Regions from separate parts of the Mus musculus genome. Here region 2 is linked to region 1. Evidence: chromatin contacts called from public HiCAR-type data. All regions are on one chromosome and are shown on one strand. Each heading gives the region's core, a stretch centred on a gene start, on an enhancer-like site or on the middle of the called end of the contact. The rest is flanking DNA. Distances are from core to core; before and after follow the strand shown.

Region 1 (4,603 bases), core at 1,190-3,689:
TTTACACAGTTCCTTATGAAGCTGTCAAAGCTAACTGCCTTTTTTTTTTCACATTTACTTTAGCTTTAAAAAAGCTAAAAATCTTTTAAAGGTCCTTATCTATAAGAAATAGCAGAAAGAGAAGAGCCATGGTTTACGTCTTAGGTGTTCTTCGGTTTCTACTGAGCGTCTTTACTCTGCAGTCTAATTACACACCAATGTTTTGATAAATGCTGCAGAGGGGAAAGTTTTCTTTTTCCTTTTTTTTTTTTTTTTAATGTCTCATTTTGCCACCGGGCATCTCAGAGAAGGTCAAGAAGAAGTTTGTGAACAGCACTGTCAACATGAGGGTTTGCCGTCCTGCACCTCTGCAGGAGTCTGGTGCAGACTGGGAAGTTGTAAACATCCTGCATCCTTGCAGAATCATAGAGTGTGACTGGGTTACCTGTACAGCACAGAGCTTAGACACTCAGCCACGGTGAACAGGCAGCTCGGCTGGGCTGTCATGACTGTGACGTGCAGTGAGCAAGTGAATTAGTGCATTCTGCGGTCCATCGTGAGTGCAGGCAGACATCAGAGAGGGGGCTGACAGCTCTTGAAAATTATTCTCCTGCCTGCTGACATGAGAACCTTCACTCCCCTTGTTTAAAAGGACAGGACACAAAGTTGCACGGGCCACACTGTTCCTGTGACAAGTGATGCTATCATTTAAACAACAGGTTTTAAAATAATTCCAATTATATCTGGAGAGGGATCTCTTTGAATATAATTATTTTGGCTGAATTCATCACATATTCATATATTTAAAGCAGAAGAATATTTCTAAACTGAGATTACCTTGTTACCAATGTCAATTTCCGATTTATTTTCATCTGGAAATTCCATCTTCCTGATTTTTACATTGATGATATAATGTGTTATCTCAGACTTTGCTGGGGACTTGTGTGTGTGTGTGTGTGTGTGTGTGTGTGTGTGTGTGTCCGCATGTATGTTGGGGGAGATAAGTCTGTGTTAGTGACTCTACTATGAGAAGCAAAAATAGGTAATATCTGCCTTCAGGAAAGAGCTTGCCTTTTCCTACAGTGGGAGGGGAAGACACAGACAATGACTACCCAGAATTTAGTGGGGCCTGAGGATGGGTGTCGTCATAAGAGAGAGGCTTTATAGCAACTTGGTCCCCAGGGACTGCGAGGTTTGCAGCTTGCCTGCACTACTGCAGAAGCATGAGGCCCTGAGTTCAGATGCCCAGCCTGGCACACTAGCAGGCATCTGGAACTTCAAGCTGGGGGAAGGGAAGACAGAGATGGCTGAAATCTAAACTTCAATGACGGGCAGAAATAAAGGGAGACACCTGATGTTCATCTCTATATGCAGGAGCACGCATGCATGCATGCACACCCACACTCACACATAAAAATACCTAAATGAATGAATGCACACACAGAGAGGGGAGGGGCACACACAGGTATACACACACAGAGACACACATTCACATATATGGTAAAATTAAAAATTAAAATAAACCTAGACCTTGAAGGAATTTCCAGTGTAAGGAACCCTTGTACAGAGAAAACAAGACATCACATACAATTATGAATAGATGTTGGGAGTCATGTTTGAAAGAGATGTGAGAAATTGGGTGTGCCCAAAGATCCAGAGATTTGGGGTAGGGAGCAGCAACCAGGAGGCTGGAAAGGAAATTAGAAGCCAGGAAGGGTCTAGTCTCCTGAACAGAAGCTTTGCTTTCATCCTCTGTGTTTGGAAAAGAATGCTTCCATACTCATAGGCACACTCTCCATTTTTCTGTTGCACAAACAGAAAGCAAGTACTACATCTTTTAGCTTATAGTTTGAAGCAAACTACAAAAGATTTGGAAATAATATAAATAATTTTGTCTTCTGTACCTATAAGGATGCAACATCTTTCATTATTCTTAAAAAGGACTATAATGTCCGTGCTGCTGTAATTATTATCTGAACATCTCTACTCATGATGCTTGCAATATGATTTACGTAAGTATCAGTTCCAGTGCACAGGCCTGTTAGGATGACACAATGTTCCATCTTCCTTTTAGAAGTTCCAACATTTTTGATCCCTATCATTCCATGGAGTTTTGAACTACAGTATTTTTTAAGCTCGTACATGTGTTGCCTGCAGGACAGTGCTGATAACCCATGACACTATTCTGGGTTTTAAATAAACACTTAATTCACGTTTAAGAAGGAACTATTAATATTCTATATCATGAGAGCAAAGTGGAAAGCAAGTCAGGGAACAAAAACATTTTCCCTGCCTTTGGAGTCAGGAAAGACCACATCTTCGGCTGTTTCTCAGGCCTCCTGCCTCCCTGGCCTGTCCTAATTTGCAGCATTCCACACCACTAGACACTAACAACCCAGAGCTGCCTTCAGCTGCTCAATGAAAGACCGTCACATCATGACAAACACACAATCCCTTCCTCCTCCCAAGAGGGACACGTTATTCTGAGCACGTCTTCGCTGGGCTTTCATTGCGCTGCCAAGGTCCCCCTGAGTGGGAAGGGGTAAAAAGGGAGAGTAAAGATCCCACCACTTGTCTCAGCGGAGCAGGCAATGATTTGTGCCCTTATATGCAGGATCTGACTGTCAGTGCCGATCTGCTTTCAGGCCGCGATTACATGTGATAAGGGCTGACCTTCTTTTACGTATTCACACATTATGAACTCACGGCGAGCAGGCAGGACACAAAAGTCCTTCAGATGTTCTGGGCATCAATCAAATTCCCAGCAAGGAGCCTGGAAACTTTTCTTCCATTTACTCAGGGAGGGGAAGGAGGACAAGGCGGGCTTAATAAAGTTTAAAGCTACGCCACACTACGTTTGGGAAGACCATTGTTATTAAAAGGGCACTGTTTAAAATAATTCTCTGTAGTTACCACTGGCAACACAAAAACTTCTCACACAAATATAAACAACTAGACTTTGTTCCTTCTTCAAAAAAATCTCAAACCTTTTACTATAAACCAAGTCTTAACAGCCTTAGCAGAGGGCTCCCCCACCCAAAAAAGATATTTACTAAGGATGGATTTCAAAAAACTAAATAGGTAAATTTTCTTTTTTTGGTAAATTTTCATGTAAAACAACTATAAATAAAACTTATCTGAGACATTCACAGAGGTAACAGAGAAAACCACACGTATAGGAAACACTTTGAACATCTTAATATAAGCTGGACCAGCAGTCCCTGGTCTGAGTTGTTTTACGTTTAACATACACACTGCTTTTTAATATACAAGGACTCTAGTAGATATCATATATTCTGACACAGGCTGCAATGTTGTTCTTCTACCATTATATTTCACACACACATACAGAGAGAATGAGAGAACAAGAGAGAGAGAGAATGAGGGAGAGAGAGAACGAGAGAGAGAGAGAAAGAGAGAGAGAGAACAGGAGAGAGAGAAAACAAGAAAGAAAGAATAAGAGGGAGAGAACACATAAACATGATTTAAGGTAAATTTTGAAAAGAAAAAATGAGCCCCAGACTGTGTGATATAATGGCATAATATACAGAAACTGGAAGTGAATAATTCTATGAGCAGCAGCACAAGCAAACATATCAAAGCAAGATGCTTCAAAAAGTCATTGTTATAATGCTATATCAAATCAATGGTCACTTACCTAGAGAACATTGACTACTTCTTGAGAACCATGGTATGAATATGCATGGACTATGCATCTCTCTCCTCCCCCCATCCCCCATTCTCCTTCTCTCTCTCTCTCTCTCTCTCTCTCTCTCTCTCTCTCTCTCTCTCTCTCTCTCTGTGTGTGTGTGTGTGTCTGTGTGTCTGTGTGTCTGTGTGTCTGTGTCTCTGTGTCTCTGTCTTTGTCTACACACACATACTCAAGGGTTTAACCATCCACGTGAGATGGGCAAATCAATGGGCATTTGAAAAATGGGAAGAAAATTAAAAGCAGCTGAGACAATTAAACTACATAATACAATCAACTGAACAATTATTAAGGAAACCATACAGAAGAAACAGACTGACGTCAGAAGGTTTCCACTATGCACAATCCACACACAGGCATTTAATCTAGCCTTTCTTACTCTATGAACAGAGTATAATGGCAAATCTGCACCCTGATCATCTGCAATCAAGTGAGAGATAATATCTGAAATTATTCTGACAATCACTTAGGGGAAAACAATCATCTACCACATATGAAGGGGAAATTGAATGGAAGGAATGAATCTTGATAAGAGCATGGAGGCAAAGAACCCAGGGAAAGCAAGTTTACAACTTCCCAGTGAATGTAGTGCAAAGGAGAACATTGGTGTGGTGGCTGTGGTGTGTGCTTTATGGAGAGCCTTTGTAGGCCCCATATTGTACCCTTAATATACTTCCACATCTGGTCCTCACCCTGTGTGGCAGGTGATCACACTTCCATATACAGATGAGACCACTATGAGCAAATAGATATGGTCTGTAAATGAGTTATGGATAATAGATTAGGACACCTATGCTTCATAGGTGGGAATCACTATGCCTTATTCTGTACAAATATTTGAGGCAGACCTAGTCCCTTTGGTAGCTGGAAACCTCAGATCCTCTTAGAGGTTGGTGAGATCCCAGAATGAAGCAT
Region 2 (4,603 bases), core at 1,561-4,060, 560 kb after region 1:
AGGTAACTTGGGCATTTCTAAGAATTCAGCTGCTTTTCTCAAATAGCAAAAACAGGAATGTGATTTAAACACACACACACACACACACACACACACACACACACACACACAGGGACAGCCAACTACAAAATTCAAGTTCAAGGGCAATTAAACCACTTACCCCTGTGGTGTTTCTATCTTGTACATGCGTTTGATCTCCCAGTCTCTCTGTCTCTCTCTCTCCTCCTCTCCCCAGTGTGTATATGCATGCTCAGGTGTCTAAGATGCTCTCACACATGGGCCATAATTAGATGAGGCAGGTTGCTTTTCACTTTGCTTAAGACAACTCCTCTTTCATTGTTTTCTATTGCATAATATATGCCAGTGGCCCCACAAGTTTCCGAGGATGGCCCTATCTGCTTCCTAGTTTTGCTTAAAAGAGAGCTGGGGTTACAGATGCATACTACAGCAGGTAGCTTTTATGTGGGATCTGGGGATTCGAACTCAGGTCCTCATGATTACATGGCAAACACTTCACTTACTGAGCCAAGACTCCAGACTCCAAGGGTACTCTTGAAGACTATTTTTAGACACATATATCCACTGGGAACTTCTGTAGTTCATAGTTCAGAAACGCCTCATGGCATGAATACTGTTGCTGGCTGTGCATTTGGTCAAAGCCTTGGAACCATTGCCGTATCAGCTGTACCCCTGTCCTCCACGGGGCTTCCAAAGTCAGGGTACTATTTTCAATGATTGCTATTGTCATGCAGCATCCCACTGCCTGACCTGGAATAGCTGCTGCAAAGGCAGCATAGAAAGACAAAAGCACTAGCTCCTTATTTTAAAAACATGACCCAACAATTCCTGATAAACATACCTGTAGGCACATGGGAAGGGTGACAGAAGATTATAAATACTGGAAGAAATGTAAACAGCGGTAAAATGACACCAAAGTCTTACTAGAGAGTGTTTTCTTGCTCTGCAAAGCACAGGAAGGCAAAGAAGGGTGGTAGAATAGGGCAAAGGGGGGAGTGTAGCAAGGCAAAGGGGGGAAAGCCAAGGACCAAGAGCCCATGGGGTCCCTCAGAGGGGACAGTGAAGATCTTAAGAAGAAGCTGCCTTCCAGAGTGTCAGTGGAACCCTGCGCTCACTCGCAATGTAAGTTTTGGAGTCTTCTGTATGGAAGTACTGGTTCCATGCAGTGCTCTACCAACTGTGTCTCAAGTTGAGTCACTGTCCCCCAGCCCATGACCACACTCATGGGGACAGAGACAGGCCTAGTGCTCTAGAAATCAGCCTGCACTCAGGTCTGACAGCTTCTGAGTCTGCCTCTGCATTCAACTCAAGACACAGGAAAATGAGACCAGTCATCCACGTGCCTTTCCTTCTGAGGCCAGGTACTCCGAGGCTGCATGCTCAAGTCAGTCAGAGATTAGCCTGTCTGGAGAAGTGATCGAGTCCATGGAAAGGAAGTCTGGTAAAGGAATCCCACAGAAAAAACAATATTTTTTGAAAAACTGATATAATAAAAACAAAACCAACCAACCAACCAACCAACGAACCAAAGAAGACACTGGAGTGGAAGGCCATCCAATGCGCATGGATCAATACAGTTGTTATTGTGATAACGGTTAGGTTATTTTACCCAAAGTCACCAGTATAGGCGGTACCCACCATAAAGTCAAATGCTATTTCTGTCAAGCTTACAGGCAAGTGCAGTCTAAAGCGAGTATGCTTCCTTTTAGGAGAGTTAGACTCCAGAGAGCGTCAGAACAAAGTCCGCAAATATCCATGTACAACATTCAGCTTCTATATAACTGATCTTTATTGGCTACATATGACCAGACATTTCCTGAGTTTCCTTGTCCCAGTAGTGACAGCGTCATCTCCAGGACTTGTTAACATATTATTTTGGCTTGAATTCTAGACAAGTGAGATAGAAGATCTTTCTTGAAGCTCCGTTAAGGGAAGGCTATTTCTTCTTGGTAAAGCATAGCTATTTTATTGACCTATTTTAAAAAATTAGTTTAACCCACTCAGTGGCTTGAGTTTTGCTCAGAAGAATCGGACTTGGGTCACATCATCAGCAGATGTTCCAAACGGCACCAAACAGTATAAGATTAAAGCAGCTGCTTACAGCCTTTCTGTGACTGAGTCAGCTTGCTGGTGCAGTCTCTAACCCAGCAAGCGTGATTAGCTTTCTTTTCCTTTGCAATCTCTCCTTTCTGGTTTCCTGTACGGTTTGTCTGCTCTGCTAATTTTTTCCTCTCTCCAACTCCAAAAAAGTTATCCTCAGTTTTCCTAATTCTGTTCTTTATTTCTTTTATATATGGGATTCAAGAGTCCACAACATGACACCCTGAGTTCCTTGTTTAACCTACTACCAATGAAAACAACTTTTATCCTAAGTGGATGCAGAGACAATTGTAAGAAATGAGTCTTCAAATAGTACGTGAGGTTTCCCTTCAAAACAATTGTGATTCAAAACCATAAAAATTATCACCCTCGTTCAAAGGAATAAAATAAACAGCGCTTGAAACAATGACAAACGATGTCAACGTTCTCTTTCAGATTGTGGGCAACTTCTGGGAAATTAGTTCAGTGACATTCAAGCCTTCTGCTTTTGAAAATCCCCTTCAACTATACAGTCTGAACTTGTGTAGTTTCAATTTCAGTTTAGAGAACCCTTTTGCAGATTCCTGTTCTTGCGTTTCATAATCAAGTTCTCTCCCAGCTCTCTGGGAGAGGAAAGGAAATTCCCAGGGCTGGCCGTTATTTCTCAGAACCAAGCACAGATAAATAAGGGTGCAACGAGTTTGTCCTCTTGCAGAGTCCCGTTTGAAGCAGTGTTCTTACTGGCCCCTGCTCCCGCTCTTCAGTTTTTCTTAAGGTAAGACCTGGAGCAGGGGTGGGAAGAGACTGTTAGGAATTATTTTTTAGACTACTTTATCCAGGATGGGATGCATCCTAGCCTGGATGCTGGCTCAGCCCCATTAGAGATTAAACAGCAGTGTTCTCAGAGAAGCAGAATTCCTTGTCCAGCAGTCCGAGTGTTTATTCAGTGCCGTTATTGTTTCCTGTTAATGAGAGGGCAGAGTGTGAAGAGATTAAACTGAAAGGTAGAAATGACTTCCAACTGTTTATCTCCGCTTGTTCTAACTTCTTGGCATCCCTAGTTGCTGTTTAGAACAGAATCACCTCCAGAATAGCAGGCAACCATACTGTTTGCATGAACAATATAGCAGAGCATGAGCTGCGCAGTAAAAGGTCTGAGACTGGGGCTCTAACCAGCGCTCCCATTGTCGGGAAGTGAATTCCCAGACAGCAAGGCTCTATATGTGGGCCGATGCTTGTCCTCATTGGAGCTTGGGACAAATTCACAGCCAGAGCTGCGAGAGAGAGAGAGAGAGAGAGAGAGAGAGAGAGAGAGAGAGAGAGAGAGAGAGAGAGAGAGAACTCCAAGGCACACAGGAAGAGGTTTGCTGACAGCAGTGAGCATTTTCGCTGCACTGCCATCTCTTAAAGGTTCCGTGTTTGCTTTTCCTGGGCAGTCACTCACTTTTAAACCCCATTTGTGTTGGATTCTGTCTCTGCTACAATATTGTCTCTACCTTTATATGTTGACGAATCAAAAAATGACCTATTTGGCCGGTATGGTCTGGCTATGCGGATCGCTCCTGGGAACTCTTTTGACTTCTTGCTGTGTCCCGTGCCTCATGCATATCATACTTAAAGAACAGATAAGAATATAAACGCAAAAACTGAGCAAACACCAGAAGTTCATCTCCAGCACCTTTCAGTACTTTCAGATTTCTTGGTGACCTTCTTCCCTACAGTCCTCCCCTTGTGTGAACATTTCTCTTCTTCTCTTCTCTTCTCTTCTCTTCTCTTCTCTTCTCTTCTCTTCTCTTCTCTTCTCTTCTCTTCTCTTCTCTTCTTTTTTTTTATAATTATTTTATTTATGTGTGTGCCTGAGTGTATTTTAGTCCCCCAGGACTGGTGTTATAGGTAGTTGTGAGCCACCTGGTATGGGTTAAGGGAACAAAATCCAGGTCTACAAGAGCCTCAAGTGCTCTTAGTCACTGAGCCAATATCTCTAGCCCAACCCTCTACTGATATAAATGCATATTGATTTGGTTACGTCTGGCTTGTAGGAAGCAGAATTGTAGGGAAGACTTGAATGACATCATAATGCTACTCAGTTGCAAGGATGAGACTGGAAATCAATATTAAGTGGAACTTACAAATAAAAACCCGATTTTATCTAGTTTTATGTATATATATGTATATTTATGTATATATGTATATATACATATATATGCATATGTGTGTGTGTGTGTGTGTGTGTGTGTGTATGTATGGGTGTTTGCCTGTTTGTATGTCTATGTAACATATGTGTGTCTGGAGCCCACAGAGGTCCATGAGGGCATTGGATCCCTTGGCAATGGAGTTACAGATAATTGTGATCTAACATGTAGGTTTTTGGAATCATATCTGGGTCCTCTGGGAGAGTGGTGGGTGCTCTTAACAGCTGAGTCATCACTCCAGCCCCCTGAAAGTTGTGAGACTTTGACAGAGAGAATGTATTCCTGAATCACAGGCCAAGCTACACAAGACAGAA

Evidence for each region. HiCAR-type assays count read pairs that join an accessible place to other places.
Region 2: a contact with region 1 is called in a HiCAR-type map of astrocytes, with 2.1 times the contacts expected there. The contact joins the promoter of Gbp5 here to the enhancer-like site in region 1. A contact is called at or near these places in 3 of 39 promoter capture datasets (the 3T3-L1 cell line, frontonasal cranial neural crest and stem cell-derived epiblast-like cells), 2 of 115 datasets of contacts at active chromatin or transcription factors (astrocytes and embryonic stem cells) and 1 of 9 other capture datasets (macrophages).

The regions. Positions count from the first base shown.
Region 1 is chr3:141,934,307-141,938,909 of GRCm38.p6, forward strand. The region is part of intron 2 of Bmpr1b (bone morphogenetic protein receptor, type 1B); the gene reads right to left. Among named protein-coding and RNA genes, the nearest start is that of Bmpr1b, 230 kb to the right of the region's middle. Within about 2 kb of position 2,440, at least 46 of the 459 cell types and tissues checked have an H3K27ac peak or open chromatin away from gene starts, as enhancers often do. A contact at or near this core is called in astrocytes, where this site is marked.
Region 2 is chr3:142,494,124-142,498,726 of GRCm38.p6, forward strand. Gbp5 (guanylate binding protein 5) reads left to right here and starts at 2,811. Exons shown (of 11, transcript NM_153564.2): 1 at 2,811-2,872.